2 separate regions of the Ovis aries genome follow, and region 1 is linked to region 2. A link is a contact called in public Hi-C data. All regions are on one chromosome and are shown on one strand. The core of a region is the stretch at or near the end of the contact, and the rest is flanking DNA. Distances in the headings are between cores, read along the strand shown.

Region 1 (4,131 bases), core at 378-2,877, 36 kb before region 2:
CAGTACTGAAGGTGCCTTACAGCAGATTATTTTTGTATAAAATGTGGGGAAACTAAGGGTGGGGGGAGGAACAGCAAGGCTTAGGGTCCTAGGGTGGACGAGTTCCACCACCCTTGCTTTCTCTTCTCTTCAGCTCACACCTGTGAAGCCCGTGCCCTTCTCAAATGAGCTTCAAAGATTAAAATCCTCCCGGTCCCTTCCAGAAATATCCCTGCTGGATCACTGCCATGTAGGTAGGGAATAGGGTGGGATTCTTGGGAGAGCAGTCAGCGACAGCACAGAGCAGAGGATCCCCAGCGGGTGCGGGTCCCTGTTAGTGTTAGTCGCTCGGTCGTACCCGACTCTTTGCGACCCCATGGACTGCAGCCCTCTGTCCATGAGATTTTCCAGGCAAGGATACTCGAGTGGGTTGCCACTTCCTTCTCCAGGGGATCTTCCCAACCCAGGAATCGAACCCTAGTCTCCTGCACTGCAGGCAGATTCTTTACCAACTGAGCTACAAGGGAAGCCCAAAAGCTGCGGCGCCGAAAGAGCAGCTGGAAAACCTTGGGCTCTGACGGCCCCTGGACCTCTGATCTCCCTACACCTGCAGTCTTTTCGTTACCAGGGCTTCAACTGGACCGCGGAGATACATTGGGCAGGCCTGAAATTATGCGATTTGAGGACACGCTGTCAACTATTATCCCGAGATCACGCTATAAAACCAGACTCCTTCTCCAATTCTGAACTGGCCCGGACCCGCGCGGTGGTGGCCGGGTGTTGGGAGCTGGGCGAGGCAAGCCAGAGCGTCCGAAAGACCTTCGAACAGGCATCCCCTCCAGCTCGGCGCAACCCCGCAGGCAACCGACGTGCCAGGTGAAAGAAGAGAAGAGCAGAGGCAGCAGTAACTCAGTTTCACTGCACTGTTTCCCCGGATCCGACAGGCACAAGGGATCGGTCTCCCTGCCTCTCTCTCTCGGGGCTGCTAAGCTAGCTGCGTTCTGCCGGAAAAACACATCGCCCCAGACCGAGCGCAGCGTTTGGGACCTCGGAATTACCCCCCGACCCGATGGCACAGGCAGCGGGGCGAGGGACGCGGGAGCGCGGCATCGCCGAGTGGCTCTATGAAGCGCGGGGCCCCGGGCGCTCGCGGTTGAGCCGGGGTCCCAAGGACAGGGCAGAGGTGGGAGGACCCGGGCTTACGCGAGCACAGGCGCGCCTGCAAGCACCCCCCGGAAACCCGGTCCTCGCCGCCGCTTAGCCCCACCAAGGTGCGCCTCCTCGGTGCGGAGTCCCACCTACCTCCCGCCACCCCGCCGACCTCATAAACAACTTCGCTAACCGCAGAGGGCGGAGGCGGGGCGGGCGGGCCGCGGCCGAGCCGCGCGCGGGGGCCGCGGGGCGGGCCGGGGTCAGGGCACAGGCTGCGGCCGCGCCTCCCGATTGGCCGGGACGCCGAGGGCTGCCGCGGCGCGCGGCGCGGGCGGGGCGGGGGCACGGGGGCGGGGCGGGGCGGACGGGGGCGGGGCCTGCCTGCCTGCGCGAGCCCGCCCCCGGCCCCCGCCCGCGGCGCCCGCGCCCCTCGCGCCCTCCCCACCCCCGCTGGCCGCCGGAGTTTTTAAAGTGGGCTGACCGGCCCGCGAGCCCGACATTCGGGAGCGGCCCGACGCACAGCTCCGGCGCCCGCCGCCTCCCGCCCCAGCTTTCCTGAGGCGGCCGTACAATCCTCGGCAGTGTCCTGAGACTGTATGGTCATAGCCTCCGCGTCTGCCCGGCCCCGGACTCTGCCAACTCCCGTCGTTTTCAAGCCGCTTCTTGTATTTTGAAAACCCAGAAAAGCGACTCCTGACTTCTTTTCGAAGGAAAAAGAAACTTCAGCCCCCTGCTCGGTGCCCACCGCCCCCCACTTTTTTTTTTTGCGTTTGACAGCGTCCTTCCACTCCTTTCCCGACCCCGCCTCCCGGTACAGGTTCCTCCCCGTCACCGTTCTCCACCCCCTTCCCGCGCACCGAGCCTGCCGCCCGCAACTTCCACCTGACCGTGCGGACGCTCGGGACCTGCGAGCACCTGGCACCTTTCACATCGGCGTGGGCCTCGAGGAGTGGGCTAGGGCCACAGCGAAAGTAGCGGCTGCAGCCCCCGCCGGCCCTGGAGCTCAGGTGTTCGGAGCCTCAAAGGGCCCCAGCGACAATGACAGCTGACAAGGAGAAGAAAAGGTAAGCGGGCGTCCGAGCCGGCAGGGGAGTTGGTCCGGGGTGGGGGTGGCGGGGCCCCGCGGGACCGCCGCTGGGAGAGGAGCGCGGAGGGGAGTTTGAGGACCCAGGGATCGATTTGGAAGGTTTGGCAGGGGAGCGCAAGTGTCCAGTCTGGGGACGCGCCGCTCCGGCTTCGCGGTCGAGAGTTCTGTGGCCCGAAGGAGTCGGGAATCTGCGCGGACAACGAAGCCAGGAAATGGCCCTAGAGGTCGGAGGTGCTTCCGAGGTACCTTCCAAAATCCATCCGCCTCCAAACCCCGCACCAGACTCACGCCGCCAGCTTGTTGAAACGTTTGTTGGTTGACTCGCTCAAGTCAACTTTCTCACGGCCCACTTGAGGGGCAGCATCCACTCTTTTCCTCGGGACCCGTGGGGTCCTTCTAAATGAGCTCTGCCCGCGCTGCCTCCCGGCACTGGCAAGGGGCCGGAGGCAGAATGCAGCGCTGGGACGGGCCCCGGCAGAGCTGCCAGGGAGCAGTGAAGGGACCCACTCCAGGGCTCCAGACCCCACGGAAGCTGGAAGAAGTCCCTTTCCTCATCCCGCAGCTTGCCTCGGCGGGAGAGTGGGTAGTGGGCCCGGCTGCCTCGCGGAAGCAACTGTCTTCGCGTGTGGGGAGGGGATGGCGACACCGGGCACTCCGGCAGGTCCCGGTGTCTCTCTCCCAAGAGGACAGAGAAGGGCAGCCACGATATGTCCGCCTGCCCTCGCCAGCCTCTCGGCACTGGGTGAGAGGCAACGCGGGCCAACTCTCACTGCCCTCCTGCCCTCTCCCGGCGAGGGTGAGAGCGCACGGCGTGGCGCGCAGACGTGGGAACCACCTTGCCTCCTGCAATCGTGCGCGGCTTGCAGCCTGGCTCCCCTTTCCTCTCAACCTCACTCGTGCCGCCCCAGCGAGCTGGAGCTCTCCGCCCAGTATTCGACAGTGGCTGGCGGGGCTGGAGTACGGGGAACTGTAATCGAAAGCGTGGTGGGCTGGCTGAAGGATCTGAGCCTCCGGAAATCAGCTGCTGGGTGGTTGTACGGTGGTTCGGAGATGAGGAACCCAGCCGCGATGGGCGGGCGTGACTGGCTTCGAACTGGGGAGCCCAAAGAGCTCAGTGTTTGGGTCGATTTACTCGTGTTCCGACTTCGGGACCGGAGCCAGAAACCGTGTATCCTCTGGTCGAAAGCGGCGGTTCCCATCTCGGGGCACCGATAAGGATTTGATAAACAGGAGCAAATCGCGCCCTTTCTGGCAGAGCGCCCGGACCCTTCGCTCCCGGATTGCCGTGGGTGGAAGGGAGAAGGGGAGGGGATTGAGCCTAACTCTGAGTTTACGGCCGCAGCTGCCCCTCCCGCGTCACTGCGGCACCCCCAGGCCTGAGATGGCTAACGGAGTCTTGCCCCGGCCAATCTGGGCCCCCGGAGATCGCAGCGGGCGCGCGCCCCCGGAGGCCTCGGAGCAGCCCTGGAGTCTTCTGTCTTTGAAGGGCAGCGAAGCAGGGAAGGGACTTTAAGATTCCAACGCATTTTGCAAGCCCAGTATAGTCTGCCAATAACAATGATTGAACAATCAAAAAACAAAGTTATAGTCAGCTCCGAGGCCCGTGAGGGAACTTATTGTACATTTTACAACTGTGATGCCTATCGGCGAATGTTGCGATCGCGGAGGTGGGGTCTGACGGCAGTCTTGACAGATGTGTGAAGCGTCAGTTTCTCCCGCGCGGCTTCTGTGCTGTTACATATGTTAATCGTTTCAAGAAACTTAGGAGCAGGGGAGAAATTATTTCGACATACCTGACTGTGGTGCTTCTTTTGTTAGAGTTAGAGGGAGCCAGAATCGGAGCTGGAAAAAAGTCGGGTAATCAGGCTCTGAATTATTCGCGAGAGCAGCAAGTTTAAGAACCACTGTGGGGA
Region 2 (3,546 bases), core at 700-3,199:
CCCAGCAGCGTGGATGTCGGTTGCTGATTCATGGGGAGGCTGCCTTTCTCTGACCCCTCACCAGCCCCTGCACGTGGGGAAGTTTAGTACACAGCCCTTTGAATTGAAAGTGCCTCATGTACAGGCTGCCTCCTGTCCTGCACCTGTTTACTGCAGCTTGTCTTTTAAAATAAGCCATCCTGCCAAGAGCAGATTCCCCTGGTGGCTTTGAGGTTTGTCGAGGTTCTCTAGAATCGACAACTTAGCAGTGACCTCACAAGTCTTGGCTCTGGCGAGGCAAGGTCTTTGCGCCAGAACAGGGTCAGCACCCATGGAGATAATCACCTCTTGTAATATCCACACAATCATCTCATTGTCAAAGCGCTAGGAATGTGAAAATAGAAGAAATGCCACAACAGGGTTGCCCCATGGTTCTGCTAACCCAGGCTTCTGCTTCTTACTGAGGGCACTTTGGGACACCTCGGGAGGGACAATCCCCCTGTTCTGGGTCGACCCCAATTGGTTAAGGCCTGTGCTCCCAAACCTGAGTTGAGCCCTCTTTACGAGGCCTGGTTCTGGCCCATCTTGTCAGGAACCCCTTCACCCCTTCTTTGACCTGGCTCACTCCTGTCTGTCCTAACTGTCTCCTTGAGAAGCCTTCTACAGGTCTCCCTTTCTCCTCGCCTAGGTCAGGGCACCCTCTGTGCTCCCAGAGCTCTGTTTATTGACTTCAGCAGCAACAGAGTCAACCCTACATGTCAGGCATGATTCTAAGCGTGCTGCACATATGTAACACTTATTCTGCACAAGAGCCCAGGAGGCAGAGACTTTGAGACAAACTGTTTTTACAAGACACAGGTTTAGAGAAACCTCAGTGACTTGCCCCGGTGTCACAGAGGAAACATCTGCGCCCCCAAGCCCAGGCTGTCTGTCTGGCCCTAGACCCTGACCTACTTGTCCATCTCCCTCACTAGACCATCAGCTCACTGTGGGCAGGGACCCATATTTCCTCCTGTATCCCCTAAGGCTGGCGCTGAGCCGGCACTCAGTAAATGTTGACTCAGTGAAAACAAAAGCTCACAAAACAAAAATGCCAGATGGGATTTAAATTCCAAAGAGCCACACTTCTTGACAGAAGGCTAAAATGCAAAGGAGTCCTTGCTCTCTGAGCTCAGTGATGGTGCTTTTTAGAACCCTGGGTGCTTCAGGACTTCTCCTACGTGCCAGAGTTGTACAGTTTGGTGGGTGTAGGGCAAGCAGGTTTCTCACAATCTCGAAGGCGATCAGAAGTCACTCCAATGAAACCAGAGCTGCATCTGGCATTTTTAAATAATTAGGAGAAACTAGTAAGCAGAGACGGAGAAGGCAATGGCACCCCACTCCAGTGTTCTTGCCTGGAGAATCCCAGGGATGGGGGAGCCTGGTAGGCTGCCATCTACGGGGGCGCACAGAATCGGGCACGACTGAAGTGACTTAGCAGCAGCAGCCGTAAACAGATACCCAGCAAAGAGCATTTCTTACTTGATTCTGGAGAAACAAATCTTCTCCTCCAATGTGGCAGCAGGATTTGAAATGTCCCAGGCCTGCAATGCAGGAGACCCTGGTTCAATTCCTGGGTCAGTAAGACCCCACCCCCCCCACCCCCCGACCCTGGCCCAGAGAAGGGATATGCTACCTGCTCCAGTATTCTTGGGCTTCTCTGGTGGCTCAGACTGTAAGGAATCTGCCTGCAATGCGGGAGACCTGGGTTCAGTCCCTAGGTTGGGAAGATTCCCCTGGAGGAGGAAATGGCAACCCACTCCAGTATTCTTGCCCAGAGAATTCCCATGGACAGAGGAGCCTGGCGGACTGCAGTCCGTGGGGTCACAAAGAGTCGGACACGACTGAGGGAGTCAGCACGGGCACAGCTGAGAGGATCCATGAGAGCTGCCAGGACTACATAGCCACTCAGGCCTCCCACACACAGCTAATCTTCAAATGGTTTAATCAAACCCAGTGTGGCCTCTGAGGCTACAGGGACTTGGGGCTGTTTTTCCCTTGGGCTTAAAGTCTTCTCTCGGCTGCTGACTCACATGTTAATGATTGCTTCCCACAAAGTGGAGGTAGCAGTGTGCTGCCCCACTCGCTTGCCCGGGCGTCACACGGTGCTGCAGTCAGGGGGCCCTCGTCCCAGACACAGAGACCAGCCTTTGCTTTAGAGTCTCTGGGGTAAAGGCTGCTGGGGGTGCTCTGCTCGGCCCAGGATACCAAGGGTTAACCTCCCAGTCTTTTGACCAAAATCTCCTGAAAAGTGGTGTAGGCAGGAGTTTCGGTTCCCTGTCACCTGTCAGCATTAAAGGGCAGAACTGGTGTTTCACAGAAATAATATTGACTTGTTTCTCTTTGACTGCTAGGCTGGATAATGAAGTAAAAATGACATTATCTCTAATTAAAGTGATTTGCAGAAATCACTTGTAGAATCTCAGTACCAGAGATTTGCCATTAGCAGACTAGCCAGATAAGAGAGCAGCTGGGTTCTGTTAACCTCTCCTAGTCTGGGGTGTGTGTGTGTACGTTGGGGTGGGTATGTTAGGGGGCAGGATTGAGGTTAGGGGACAAGATTTTTAAAGATTGAAGTGTGGGCTAGTGGTTTATTCCAAAGTGTAGGTCATTCTCCAACCCTTCTTGCTTGCCTTTAAGATTGTATTGGGTTTTTAATGGGGTTTTCCCCCCCTTAGGGTTTTTGTGTTTAGTAGCTTTTTTTCCTTTTTTTTGGTTTGGCCAGTATTCTCACCTCTATTTTACATCACCGAACGGGTGGAACCCTGGCCAAGCTCCAGCATCCTCCCTGCCAGAAATCTGACTGCCGAAAGGGCATGTCCACATGTGACACGAGGACTTTGGGTGATGGTGGTGTTGGCAACAGATCACTCTGTTGTCTCTGGGAGGTGGGGTCAGAGGCAGAAGCCTCCTTGGGCTCATCTGGAGGGTAGGGAAGAGGAGGGAGGGGGAGGGGCAGGGGGCCGAGGAAGGAGCGGGCCGCCTCTGTCCAGGCTTGTTCACCGGTGTTAGTGAAAGCTGCCTGGCGTCTGGCACACTGAACATGATGTGGACACGGGCACAGCCAGCAGCTCCATATGAAAACGTCCCGAGGGTATGAGGATCTGGTCCCCGGGAACAGCGGGGAGTCATTGGATGTTAAGTAACCCGGTGATGAATGCAGCCACCCTCACGCCTCTTTATTAACCCACTTTCTACCCGGAAAGCAGCAGAGCACTGTAGCTCTGCCGCCCTAATCCCACTGCGGGGGATCACACCGGTTTAGCCTTCACTCCAGCTCGCCATACCGTATCTGAAAGAGCTGGACGAAGCTGTTGTTGTTGGGGTAAGAGGCAGCCCCAGCCTCTGATACATGAACTCTTGACATTTTGCATCTGCCCTCAGAGAAGATCCTTAAGACAGGGAATACTAAGGTGATGCTCACTTGTAGTTAAGTGAAACAACTCAACTCTCTGGTTGCTCAGGGCCGGCAGGAGAGGGGAGATCAGTGCAGACTGGGTAGTGTGGCCAGGAAAACCTCTGTGGAGC

Evidence for each region. Hi-C and Micro-C count contacts between places; a contact is called where the count stands out from the background.
Region 1: a Hi-C map of liver shows a contact between it and region 2, with 2.4 times the contacts expected there. The contact joins the promoter of EPAS1 here to the enhancer-like site in region 2. A contact is called at or near these places in 2 of 16 Hi-C or Micro-C datasets (liver and skin fibroblasts).

The regions. Positions count from the first base shown.
Region 1 is chr3:78,053,103-78,057,233 of ARS-UI_Ramb_v3.0, reverse strand. It overlaps EPAS1 (endothelial PAS domain protein 1), which reads left to right and starts at 1,627. Exons shown (of 16, transcript XM_015094403.3): 1 at 1,627-2,195. The coding sequence starts at 2,170.
Region 2 is chr3:78,018,369-78,021,914 of ARS-UI_Ramb_v3.0, reverse strand. All of the region lies in intron 1 of EPAS1 (endothelial PAS domain protein 1), which reads left to right. Among named protein-coding and RNA genes, the nearest start is that of EPAS1, 35 kb to the left of the region's middle. Within about 2 kb of position 1,949, at least 11 of the 54 cell types and tissues checked have an H3K27ac peak or open chromatin away from gene starts, as enhancers often do. A contact at or near this core is called in liver, where this site is marked.